3 separate regions of the Mus musculus genome follow, and all the other regions are linked to region 3. A link is a contact called in public Hi-C and targeted proximity ligation data. All regions are on one chromosome and are shown on one strand. The core of a region is the stretch at or near the end of the contact, and the rest is flanking DNA. Distances in the headings are between cores, read along the strand shown.

What was found. Hi-C and Micro-C count contacts between places; a contact is called where the count stands out from the background.
Region 1: a contact with region 3 is called in a Hi-C map of uterus, with 1.9 times the contacts expected there. A contact is called at or near these places in 11 of 39 promoter capture datasets (the C10 cell line, the HPC-7 cell line, cranial neural crest and 7 more), 4 of 484 Hi-C or Micro-C datasets (embryonic stem cells and uterus), 21 of 130 datasets of targeted methods (CD8 T cells, the NIH/3T3 cell line, the SCID.adh cell line and 15 more) and 3 of 9 other capture datasets (adipose tissue, liver and pancreatic islet).
Region 2: a contact with region 3 is called in a targeted proximity ligation map of memory CD8 T cells, with 46 read pairs. A contact is called at or near these places in 1 of 484 Hi-C or Micro-C datasets (CD8 T cells), 6 of 130 datasets of targeted methods (the 230-238 cell line, a colorectal cancer cell line, effector CD8 T cells and 3 more) and 1 of 9 other capture datasets (liver).

Annotation. Positions count from the first base shown.
Region 1 is chr19:29,015,278-29,019,479 of GRCm38.p6, reverse strand. It overlaps Cdc37l1 (cell division cycle 37-like 1), which reads right to left. Exons shown (of 7, transcript NM_025950.4): 7 at 1-3,474. The coding sequence ends at 3,376. It also overlaps a transcript of Ak3 not described here. Among named protein-coding and RNA genes, the nearest start is that of Cdc37l1, 27 kb to the right of the region's middle.
Region 2 is chr19:29,451,722-29,455,871 of GRCm38.p6, reverse strand. Pdcd1lg2 (programmed cell death 1 ligand 2) reads right to left here. Exons shown (of 6, transcript NM_021396.2): 5 at 1,272-1,407. The coding sequence ends at 1,295. Among named protein-coding and RNA genes, the nearest start is that of Pdcd1lg2, 43 kb to the right of the region's middle.
Region 3 is chr19:29,250,124-29,254,566 of GRCm38.p6, reverse strand. Jak2 (Janus kinase 2) reads right to left here and starts at 2,764. Exons shown (of 25, transcript NM_008413.4): 1 at 2,449-2,764; 2 at 2,048-2,130.

The sequences.
Region 1 (4,202 bases), core at 1,305-3,804, 230 kb after region 3:
GAAAAAGGGAAGTAAAAACCCACCCCAGTCCAGACAAGTACCACTTCTGCTCCTCACCAACTTAAGAACTGAAATGTGTCTCCCTCTGAGAGCAGTAACTCACTTGACTCTTCTGAGAACACCTCGCTGGCATTTCCACTATAAGGAGACCACTTATTAACAGAGATGTGTGCTCTCGGGGGAAGCATGTTAATTTACTTAATACATTTTTTAAAAGTAAAGATAAAACTCGTGTGTGTGTGTGTGTATGCTCTGCACATGTATGAAGGTTGGATGAAGCGTGAGGAAGCTGGCTTTCTCTTCCCACCATTTAGGTCCCACAGATTGGCAGGCTTGGCAGCAAGCACCTTTACCAAGTGAGCCATCTCAAGCGCTCTTACTCGCTTTTACAATAATATGCATGCTAGTCTAAAAAAGGCCTAATGTTTCTGAAGAGAAATTAAAGGCTATTATAAGTTTCTTAGGCAAAAAATTTTGAAAGAACCATAGATGGTGTAATTAAAAGCGAATCTCAGAGCAATAATTCTAATCAGTATGTTCTCCACTACCATTCGATGGAACAACAGCTCTTAGGACACATGGAGTACAGCTATTTCTTTCTGTCTCTCTTCTTCTAAGACAGAGTTTCATCTAGGCAGAAGGCTGGCTGTGAAATTTGCTATGTAGCTGAGGGAAACTATGCACCTCTAACCCTCCCGTCTTCACATCCCCAGCACTAAGGCCGCAGGTATGTGCCACCGTGCCCAGTTTATGTGGTGGTGAGGATGCAATCAAGGGCTCATTGAATCTTAGGCGAGAGCTCTACCAACTGAACCATTCTAAGCCCTCAGCTATTTCATTAAAATAAAACAACAGTCTTTGGGAGCTGGAGAGATGGCTTAGCAGTCAAGAGACTGACTGCTCTTCCAGAGGTCCTGCGTTCCATTCCCAGCAACCACCTGATGGCTCACAACCATCTGTAATGAGATCCAATGCCCTCTTCTGGTGTGTTTGAAGACAACTACAGTATACTCAGATAAATAAAGTAAATTAAAAATTAAAAGAAAAAACACAATAGTCTTTGTTAAATAACTTTGATGTCAACTATTTTTCATTGATTAAGTGATTAGTTTGAATTTCTCATAGATTAGGGAAAAATTTTTCACTTGAAATATGAGTTATCTATTTGATAAGTAGTATTATTCTTTATTACTTAAGAAAAGAGAGGAGTATTCTTTCTGGAGATAGCTAGCTCAATACTAAGAGGACATTTTCAAATCAAGGAAATCGAAGGACTCCAAAAGACTGTCATTTTGTCTTGAGACAGTCTCTCTATGTAGCTCTGGCTGTCCTTGAACTCGGAAAGATAAACCAGCCTCTGCCTCCCAAGCGCTGGGATTAAAGCCATGCACGACCACACACAGCCTAATAGATCACCTTAATACTGAAGTCCTGCTAATGGTCAAGTTCCCATCCTTAAGTGCAAATTATGACATCCGTTAGTGATTCCTTTGGCAAAAAAGTTCCAGCCGAGTATTAAAAAAGTTTTCTTAATTCTTGTTTTAGATAACAAAACCAAAATAAACTTTAAAATTATATACTCACTTTGCTAATACTTTTGTTGTTGTTGTTGTTGTTGTTTTGGCCATCAAGAGCTTTAAATTATAGAAGACAAAATGAAAGCTACGGCCACTTGGGTGACCATAGACAAGTCATGGGCAGAAGTGAAGTGGAAGGTGGTCAGTCAAGAGCTACTTCTGTGAAATCAGGGATCTACTGTGTTCTATTCTGTCCACTTGGTATCAGAGGGAAACTCAGAGCATGCTCCAGACAAGAAGAAAAAGGAAGAGAGAAAAAAATAAAACAAATAACTTCAATGACTAGGTCACTGATTTAAAAGAAACTTATAAGCCAGTGAGCACTGCCATATAAATTAGTCAGACATTTTATTATAGAGTATATATATATTTATATCAAAAGCACAAAAAGACTTTTATTCTGGGAACTAGGAAGAGTGTGACATTACAGAAGTATGATTCAACAATTCCAGTCCATTTCCACAGGGTTAGGTGCCCCATCGGCTGAAAAGGACAGCTGAGGCGGAGGCCACAGCTCTGAGCCCCCATGGCCCCTTAGCATGATTTCTTAACTCAAACTGAGACCTGCATTTCCAAACCCTGGGTACCCACTTTCCAAATATTTGCTACAAATTGAAGTGGGTACTGAGCCAAAAATCACACTCAAAAATAACCAAAGCTAGCGCTCCTGTATGCTGGAAGATTAATCCTCAAATAATAAGGATATCATAATTGGCACTGTCATCTAATTCTAAATAAAAGAATCATCAAACATCCTGGTGGATCTGCAATGAATTACACAGGAAGCAGTAAAACTCAGAGGCATCCTCTAGTAACTGAGCTAGAAGCGAGTAGCAGATAGTGAGACCCGTCACCGCCTTTGAAGGGGCTGTTAGCAATCCTTAGGCATGGCTGGCAGCTCAGCTCCCACTTCTCAAGGCTTCACCACATGGAACACAGTGGCTGTGATTTAACAAGGACCTTACTCTTCCTGTTTGTTCTTACAGGCCGTTACTATTCTTTTAAAACTTACTCCCTGAGAGGTCCCGGACTATGTCAAGTAGATTAGAGTAAGCTTGCATTTTATCTTCTTGGAAAAACAGAAAACTATCATTTTCTACACTCACTGCCTGCTTAATATTTAAACAGTCATCAGGACAAAGTCAACTTCTGAACAGTTTTGAGACTACTTTAGGGATAAATGTAATGTTTTTAATATCAAATTTATACTAGCCAAGGAGTTAACTGGTGGTGCCGAAAATACAAACGTAAATGTCTTAAAATAGCAATTTGTGCCACCCAGCTTACTAATTAGTAAAGTAGGTCACCACTGCGGATTTATTGCTTTTAATGTGATGAATACCAGATTTGACAGCTGAACTTTGCAGTGGGACACAGCATACTTTTATCTTGAATTCCTTCCTCGAAGTAGGACATGTATATCCATGTAAGAAAAAGACCGTGTAGCAGACATCTCCTCAGTCAACCAGTCTTGTAAACATTGTGTTGTGCAGATTTTCATACTTTGATTCCAAAAATAAGAATAGTTAAAGGCAAATTTAGTAACTGAGGGGTGGGGGAGAGTCTGTCCAGTTTGACTTCCTGCCACATATGGTTACCACTCCTCCCTTCAGAAACAAAACAACAACAACAAAAACCCTAGCAGCACATAAAAAAAGTTGCAAAACATTTCAGTACTCTTTCCCTCCCATAAAACCAAACAAAAATAAAGTGCAGCACCCATAAAAGTGTCAAGAAAATAGCCAGGCTCTTCCTTTCTCGTAACAAACTAGTCCTTGGGCTCAGCAGTCTAGCTGAGTCACACAGTGTCCATCATTCGGTCATCATCTTCTTTGTGTACCACTGAGTCTACACTGCACAGAGGGGCAGGGGTACAACACTGAAGAGAATCTGGATTCTGGGGGAGAGAGAAAGAAAGACAGACGGGGAACAACACTTGAAAAGCAGCTTCACACCACACATGCAACTGTGCACACGGCTTCACCTTCTATTCCTCTGCAGCAGAGCATACTAGGAAAGAAAGTGGAATTGTGGAGTCCACACAGACCGAAACCTGAAGAACTAAAGATAGAATGTTATTCTTTATCCAGACCGAGTGCATATACAGGAACAGAAATGTTACAGATACCCCTCTTATCTCTTTTAACAAAACTATAATTTTAATTCTTTAACCATACAAGGTTAAACTTCCTCATAAGCATTACATTTAATAAGCATGCCTTTAGGAGGCTGGAGAGATGACACAGCAGTACGGAAGACCATGTTTAGTTCCCAGCATAGACATAGCAGCTCACAACCATCTGAAAGTCAAGTCCCAGGGGATCTGAGAGCTGCATGTGGCCTCCGTGGGCACTGTATGCACATGACACACAGATACAGAGTGAGGCAAAACACTCAAGACACATAAAACTTAAAAACTACATTTGTTAAAGTACAGGTTTTAGCCAGCAATGTATTCTTAAGATTATCATCTAATTACAAGAGTTAAGAACTATAAATGTAAAACATTTAGATGAAGGCAAAATACACTTACTGAGTAAAGAAAACTAAAGGAAAATCAGATTTTATTTTCTAAAACTAATAGATAACATAAAATATTGTCTAATTAATGCAAAATCAAATGCA
Region 2 (4,150 bases), core at 207-2,706, 200 kb before region 3:
CCTTCAACAAAGGATTGAATGGCTCTATGAAAGGAATAGTTAATAAGACACTTTTATGGACTGGCAATGGCTGCCCTCCCAGTACTCAGCAGGCATCATAAGTTGTGATTATCTGATGAATAAATCTGTACAGGAGCCGAGGAGGCTTCTAGAAAGAAAGGGATGGAGACTTCTCTATCTTTACTGTAGTCTCAGGACAACAATGGCCCAAAGAACTGTAGAAGAGAGAGAAGTTAAAGCTCTTGACTCAGGTTCCTTATGAGGGTCTAGTGTAGAAGGGGCAAATGGTGCAGCTGACGAGAAGGAAGGAAGCCCCTCTTTCCTCATCAGCCATGAAAGTTTAATGGGCTCTGCATGGGACTCTGCTCTAGCAAGGACTCAAGAGCTCTACACCACAGTGGCAGTGAATTAGTTATGGCATCCTCACATGCTACTTGCCATTGGTCTCTGTGCAAGACACATATGGCTGAAGAGGCAGGTGGGACTTCCTGTCGGCCACAGTTGTGTACATTCAACCCCTTACCCACTAGGCCCTCAGCATTGGCTCAGATAGGGCCCTCTGGTGGACTAACTTAGCTCCCTGGGAGGCTAGAAGAGGACCTTAGATCCCCTGGAGCTGGAGTTACAGGTGATCAGGAACTTCCTGATATGGATGCTGGGAATTGAACTCAAGTCCTCTGTAAGATGACTCTCTTAACTCAGGAGCCATTTCTCCAGCCTAATCATCATGGCTTTTCACACACATATACACTTCCATCATTGTATCTCCTTTCCGCTGTGCGGGTACCTTGTCCTTGTATTTATTTTTTTTTTAAGTCTAGAATCTATATATCAAAAGAAATATAATCTCTGTCTGCACCTTCTGAGTAGGGCTTAAAACGATGACCTCTAGCTTCATTTCTTCCCCTGAAAAATGACAGTATTTAATTTTTTCTTTAAGGCTACAAGGTGCTCTGTTATGCACACATATCACATTTTTTTAAAAAATTGTTTATCATTGATGGGAATCTGGCTGATTCTATAACTTGGCTACCATGAAGCTTGGAGGGCAAGCCAAACTCCTTCAGCCCTGGAACAAACTTCCCCTTAAAAAACAAAAAAACCAAAATAAAACAACACAAAACTTCAGCGTGGGTTCAGCTCACTGAAGACTGGACCATGTTCTTCTTGGAGTAGAATGTCCCCAGGGTAATCTCAAAACCCTTCTAGGCTTGAAGTGCTTCTCTGAAGACCCGCAGGCCACAGGCTTACATGGCTTGTAAGTCACTCACCTTCTTCCGTAATACAGCTTCCCCTAGATCCTCTTTCTCTGGATTATCACTATGGCCAGGAAGATCAAAGCGATGGTGCAGGCCGGGATGAAAACATGAAGTGGCCACGTTCTGGGGACTTTGGGTTCCATCCGACCTGGGTGAATGAGAGAACCGGAATCTCATCACAAGGTGGCCCCGAGACAGACTGAGGTGGCTTCCTGTGTGGTTTCTACCACGTGGAAATGAAGTTAAGCCTTCATTCCACATCTCTCTCAAGTAGAGGTTCTTTTCCTTTCACCTCCACCCAGTGAGGCAGCCTCTTCTTTGATCTCCACATTCACCCATGAAAGAAGAAAGGCTGAGAAATGTCCCCAAAGTTAGACAGCAGGTGATTCAGCTATGATGCAGTCCTTTTGTCGCTTTGTTGTTCCACCCACCCACCTATTCGTCATCTTTCTTTTTCCTCCCTCCCACCCTGTCTCTGTCGCTATCTCTACCTCCATCTCTCTTTTCTTCACCATCTGGATTTTCTCATTCAAGTAGAAAAAGTCCCTCAGCTCAAAAATGTATTTTCTCCCTCACTGATAAGAACTCAAGAGCCTAGACTCTGCACTGTTAGTTATTCAATTTTAAACACCAGCAAGGTCCTTTTGAAAGAGCAGAATATCCCCAATGGGCTGACATGTTAAATCCAGCCATTCAGATACAAGTTACCCCTTATCTTGTCTGAACTAACCAAGGTGCTGCCACTGACACATCCATTTAGTGAAGAGGCGATTTAATTTAAAGGCTGGGGAACAGCTTTGCAGAGCACTGGTACCTTCAGGCTGGCCAGATGGAGAGAAAAGAGGGCTACAGAGATGTTGAAAACATGGCAAAGAATAGGCACACAAGTTACCCTATGCCTATTTCTGCTGGCTGCTCTGCTCTTGACCTTCCCTCTACAGAGTATGGGACCATGGGAAAATCTGGCTAAGGAAGGATATATATATATAATCCAGAGTCACTTTAGAGCCAAGGAAGCCTCAGGGATGCTAATCTGTCTATGGTAATTGTTTCCAAGGAAGTAAAACAGCCAGGGTTTTAGATATAGATCTTCTTGATCCAAAACTCAAGCCCCAGAGCTATCATCTTTATCCAAGAGCATGTGAACGCTAGAACCAAAAAGATAAGGGCCAGTTTGGTAGATGTAGGGAGAGGAGCTGAATTGGTTCTTGATTGTGTCAATAAAGAAGGTGGAAGCTAATTGCTGGGTGAAGGGTAAAGGTAGAACTTCCGGGTCCAAGGAGGAGGAGGAGGAGGAGGAGGAGGAGGAGGAGGAGGAGGAGGAGGAGGAGGAGGAGGAAGAGGAGGAGGAGGAGGAGGAAGAGGAGGAGGAGGAAAGAGAAAGGAGTTTGTGGCCATGCTTGGGAACAATGAGATTCTGCTCCCAGCAATTATGCTATCTGACAAGTACTAAGTTAATAAAGCTGTCTAAGTCTCAGAGAGGTGGGCAGAGATAGAGAGAGGCAGTAGCTGGTGGCTAGCTGGGAAGGGCTGGGAGCATAATCGCAGCTCCTGGGAAAGGCACCAGCTGGCCATTGGCGGAGCTAAGCTGGGAAGAATGGGTTTTTCCGAGAGTGGGGATGGCGCAGCAGATCTGCCAAGGAGATAGCATATTTTTAAAATTACATGCAACAGGTAGAGGTGTGTTGCAAACCCTAACTGATCACACTGCTTTTTTTCTACTACATGCATGTTGCAAGGTAGTGCTGTGAGCCAGGCCCCTGCCTCAGCGTCTTTGGGAACCCTTGTTCTGTCCAGGTCTGCTCATAGATCCTTCCATGTATGGAATTTCTGCTTACCCTTGAAGACTTTAGTTTTCTTAGAATGCATTTGGAGGATAGAGTTGGCTCCTAAGCCACCACTCAGTCTGGTATGAAGCCCAGCACCACTGCAGGAGAGACTTAAGTCTCAGTTCCTAGGCTGAATTGACTAGTCTATGTTAGTTACCTTGTAGCAACCTGCTGGTTATTAATCTTACCTACTCCCTCTAGTAGCTACCATGTAGCAACCTGCTGGTAATCTTACCTGCTCCTTCCTTCCCAGTGCTAGGTTAATAGTTAGACATAGAGCTCTCTGAGGGGCTGCTTTTCTAGACCTCATCAGCACTTAAACATAGCCTGTAGTATAAACTAAATTCCGGCTAAGAGTGAATTCTCCAGATCTTGACTTAGAACATCAAAGTTCTCTTCTACTACTCTTTCCTCTCTGAAGGCAGGGATATAGATTTGGCAATGACCCTGATTTGACAATTTAACAGGGACGATATCCCGGAGAATGACAGAGTAACAATATGGAAATAACCTGGGTCATTGAATGACTTACGGAAGGTAGTTGTTTAGCTGCCTGAAGCGTTTTCTCTCTCTCTAAGTATTATGTAAAGAGAAATACACAGTTGTGTTGAGTCATTGCATGTTTGAGAATCTTCATTATGGCAGCATGGGTGACCTACATATTCTTTTCTATTATTTTAAGATAACTGCATTCCCTTTAACAATGATAAGATATGTGATGGAAAAAAATATCCATCCTATTCTTACCATAGCCCTATGCACTCAGAAAGAAGCCAGGAGTCTTGCTGGAGGTGACAAAGTGGCCTCCCTACTCCTTGTTAGTATCATATTTCATTTACCTACACAGTAACTTTTTAAGCATGTGTATCATCATTTACTGTAACTGTATACCTGTGAGACTGAGTTCCCAGAAGGCTCTGTAGGGTAGTCAAGTTCTAAAGCCAAGAGGCGGCAGAGATAGCATTTGAAAGTTTGAAGTCTGGCTTCAGAGTCCACGTTCTTTTCTAGCTCCTTACCTGAGCGGTCCCAAGAGGGCTTCACTTTTCTGCCAGCTCTACCAGG
Region 3 (4,443 bases), core at 1,515-4,014:
GGCATTCTTAGAAGAACCTAGCAGACGTCATACAGGCATTATTAGAAGCAGGACATTATGCCATTATGAACTAAGGCTTTGCATTGAAAACTGTTATCAGAAAAGCCAGCTGCAACCAAATGAAAATGTTCCCAGACTATCTCCACTTGAGGAATCCTGAAAGTTAGCAATTTATTTATTATTTTTAAACCAAGGAAATACTCCTTGTTGGGTCAAACAACTTAGCATTAATACTCTTGGGGGGTCTGGTGCTGCTCTGATTCTGACAATTCCTCAGCCCCTTGGTATCATCCTAAGCACTGCCACATTGTCATTTCTTGTTCCACACTGTCATACACTAAATAGCAGCTTTTCATACAGTAAACTCTGAAGATACAGCTTTACAAAGACACACACCCCCATAGGAACGGATGGAACTTCCTACCTCTGAAACTACCTCAGGTTAAGTGGTGAGAGCCAGCCTTCCCTGGTGCTCTAACACCTGACACAGTTTGGGAAACTAAGAACTAAGCGAGGGAGCCTAAAAAGGAAAAACAGTGTAATGGGGGAGGAGCAAAGGACAAGTCTTTGCGCATCTTAACCACCAGGGGGCAGCACCACGGGGCTTAGGCATCAAACCCTTCCATACAGAGGCTGTAGATACACTAGCATGCAGTTTCTCTATGCTCTATGGAAGCCGCACCAGGGACTGACCAGCTACGCACGGGCCAGCTAGGAACCTCCTTTGCCTGCCCAGCTCTGAGAAGCTAAGACGTTCAGAAGCGACCAAACCATTTACTGCTCTGCATGCATCCAATCGACCCCCACACAAGGTTCTGAGAAAGTAAATTTTAAGTTAACACTGCTGTTAAATGGGAAGAACACCATTATCCTAACTTAAGACTGCACGCTCAGATCTAACTCCAAAGCCAATGGTCTTCTCTATTTTGCCAGAAAGGGATCCCATCTTTCAAGAATAGCCTATCTGGGTAAAGTAGAGAAAAAAAAATATGTTTACTTTTCACACTCAAGACACCTTACTCAAGACACCTTCAAATTACAAAGGAAAAGACACTAAAAGAAACAAATGAAGCCCGGTGGGTGGTGGTTTTAATCCCAGCATTTGGAAGGCAGAGGCAGGGGAAATCTCTGAGTTGGAGGCTAGCCTGGTCTACAGAGCAAGTTCCACAATACTCCACAAAAGCCAAAATAAACATAAGTGCTTATCTAGCCTCCACACACTGCAGCTCTCCTGTACAGGTAAATGCTCATGCCTGTAGCACCGCTCAGTACTCTCAGGATAAGTCCTGGGCACATCCAGTCTGCAGACGTCCCACACTCAAGCCAGCTCACATACAACCAAATGATCTTAATAGCTGGAACCGTAAACAGTAAACAGGTAAAGGATATAGAGAAAGAGGACCAGAAATTGATGATTCATTTTCAAATCCGCTGGGAACTATATGAGAATATTTGCAGTAAGCCAACAACTCACTCATACAAACCTATTATGAAACCAAAAGCAACCTCCGGCTTCTTTATTCCCACTTCTGTTTCCCTTCTCCGCATTTCTCCTCCTCTCTGTGACACACTCAGCGGCTCGGTCCTTTCATTCAGGGAAAAGGAGTTTCCCCTGATAGACTAGTAACCACCGGAAAGCAATCAACCAACAAAGCAAGCAGGTGAATACAGGAAGCATTCAATGTGGCAGCAGAAACCCAGCAAAAACAACCAATTTGTTCCCTCAACAGGTTATTTCAATTCCTTGAAAATTAAGACTGGGGAGAAAGGGGGAGAAAGAGACGACTTATTGTTTTCCTCTGCAAGACCACACTGTAAAACCAACAAAGACCGCTTCTTTAAGGATCCAAGAGACACAATAAATACCACCCAATTACTCTCCCACAGCAACAGGAAAAGTTCAACACTGCCATTTTCGCAGTAAGCAACAATTAGTCCTGCCGTTGTACACAAGCATCCAGCCTTCTTAGCAGGCACTGGCTCGCAGATCTCAGACACCCTTGTCTTTAACTGCAGCACCCAGGCAGCCCCGAGCGCTAACACCCACCTTCGCGGGAGGGAAAAAAAGGGCCTCTTCTTCTGGGGAGGGAAAACAGTTCACATCTTGTTCCCGTCGCCTGCTTCAGGAACCTAAAAACAGAAGCAGCAAGTCACTAACTCAAAAACCCAGGGCCAATAGATGCTCTCTTTTTTTTTTTCTGCGCTGTTTAGATGACTAGAAAAATGTACAGAAGAATAAGAAAGAGGGGGGGTCGGGTTCTAAGGCACAAGGGGATGCATGCATTTATCAACAGCTAGCCACTCCTTCCTAGGCTGTCGGAAACCCGCAGGTTTTCTAGCTTTGAAGTTCCCTGCCAGTAGCAGGGGGCTAAGGGGAAAGCAGGAGGCGGGATCGCAGGGAGAACCGCTGCCCCCCGCCCCCATCCAGCAGCCAGGGACTGCACCCACCGGCGACACGGGTCGGGCCACACAGGAGCGCCCCGAGGCGCGCAGGATCCGCTCCTCCGAGACGCGTCGGGCGGGCCGAGGTCTAGGGAGCCCCCGGGCCGGGCGCAGGGTCGAGCGGCCGCCAGGCTGGGCCCTCGGGGGCCCTCCCGCGCGGGCTTGGCCCGCACTCACATCCCGCAGCGGCGGACCCGGCAGCCGCCTGCAGCCCTCGCCGGGACGGACGGGCGCCTCCGGAGCCGGGGCCGCGGCCGAGGCGCCGACGCCGCGCGAGCTCGCCCAGAGCGGGGGCCCGCCCAGCCTGTCAGCGCGGCGGGAGGCCGGCGGTGGCCGCTGCTGCCCCCTTTCTGCTCTGCCTCAGCTTCCTGCAGCCCACGCCACGCCCACCGCGCGCCGAGCCCGTCTCCGCCCTCCAGGGGCCGCACGCCGCCTCCGCTCGGCCCCGCGACGCCGGCTCAGCTGCCCTGCTCGGCGGGCTCCGGCGCGGTGCAGCTTCGGGAAAGCGGCCCCGAGCGGCGGAGCGGGGCGTGGGCAAGCCGGCGGGGGTTGGCGGGGGGGCGGAGGCCGGCACGCCCCACTGCGCCTGCGCCGCCCGCGGGGCCGCTCTGCGGGGCTGGGCCGGGACGGGGGAGGCGGCCGCGGGCTCCGGGGAAGCGGAGGCGCGCGTGGAGATTCCCGGGGCAGCCCCCGGGCGAGAGCGCGCGAGGAGGAGGAGGAGCGGGGCGGGTGCGGGTTGGCGCAGCGTGCTTGCGGCCTCGGCTCGCGGAGGAGACGGCTGGGAATGAGTCAGCCCGGCCGGGAAGGCCCCGCTGCGTCCGAGCTGATAGGATTGGCGGCCGCTGCCTCCGCGGAGACTTTCCCCTTCCTGCTTTCGTTTCCACAGGCGGCTCCCTGCCCTAAGCGCTCGGCCCAGGGGACGTGGCACCGTGGACCGGGCGCTGAGACCCAAGTACCTGACTTCAGTTAACCACCACTTCTGCGAAGGGACCGCTTGGAAGAAGAAACGACGTATAGGGTCCCAAAGAGCCACGTTCATTCATTCAAGAATTTGTTCCCTGCTAGGCAAGGGCTCCCAGGAGAGGAGACGAAGGCAGCACCCATTCTGCATGTGCTATTCTCATAGAAGCCAGAAAAGAGGCTTTAAATCTGCACTGCTCTTTGTGTGTGATTGCCAGTAACGGGTACACACACACACACAAAGGTGAGTGGAGATGTTATTTTGAGATGACCAGAAAAGACCTCTTAGAGTGGCATTTGAGCAGAAATGTGAAGGATGAGAACGATCCAGTCCTGGAACTATCTGGTTTCAAGAAAGAAGCTAACAATGAAAAGGATTCTGAAAAGGGAATGTGTTTTAAGGACCAAGAAAGAACCCTCAATGGAAGACAGTAAAAGGAAAGGGGCTAAATAAGAAGACAAAGAAATAACTGGGGTCATTCTGTATAGGGCTTCTTATTTTTTCTCTTAGCCCCAGGTTTGTCAACCGAAATGAAGCATTCACAACACCCACGTCCCCTTATATACGTGACGGATGCTGTTATTCAGATCTTACATCTATTGTTTTTTTTGTTTTTTCCTTTATTTTTGAGTCTGTGAGCCTGGAACTCACAGAAATCCTCCTACCTGCCTGGGGAATGCCGAGATCAAAGGTGTGGGCCACTACACAATGCATGGTTTCTTTTAAGTAAATGTCACCAAAGCTAAAGATAAGGTGGGCAAGAAAAAAATAGATGATTAACAGTAAGCTTATAGGATTTAAGTCCTTTGTCAACCCACACAGGAAAACTGAGTAACTTGTTCATTCTCATTTACAGTGAAAATCATTCTCGGTGAGGTAAGAGTGAGCCAATGATAGTCTTGAATGTTGATCTCTCTTCACTCTGTAGTAGAATGCTTTCCAGCACTAGATGCGATTCCTAGTAGAGGCATAAGCTAGAGATTTGTTCCACCTGTTAATCTTTTCACAGAGTTCCTGCATTCTCTAATAAAGATAAGGGA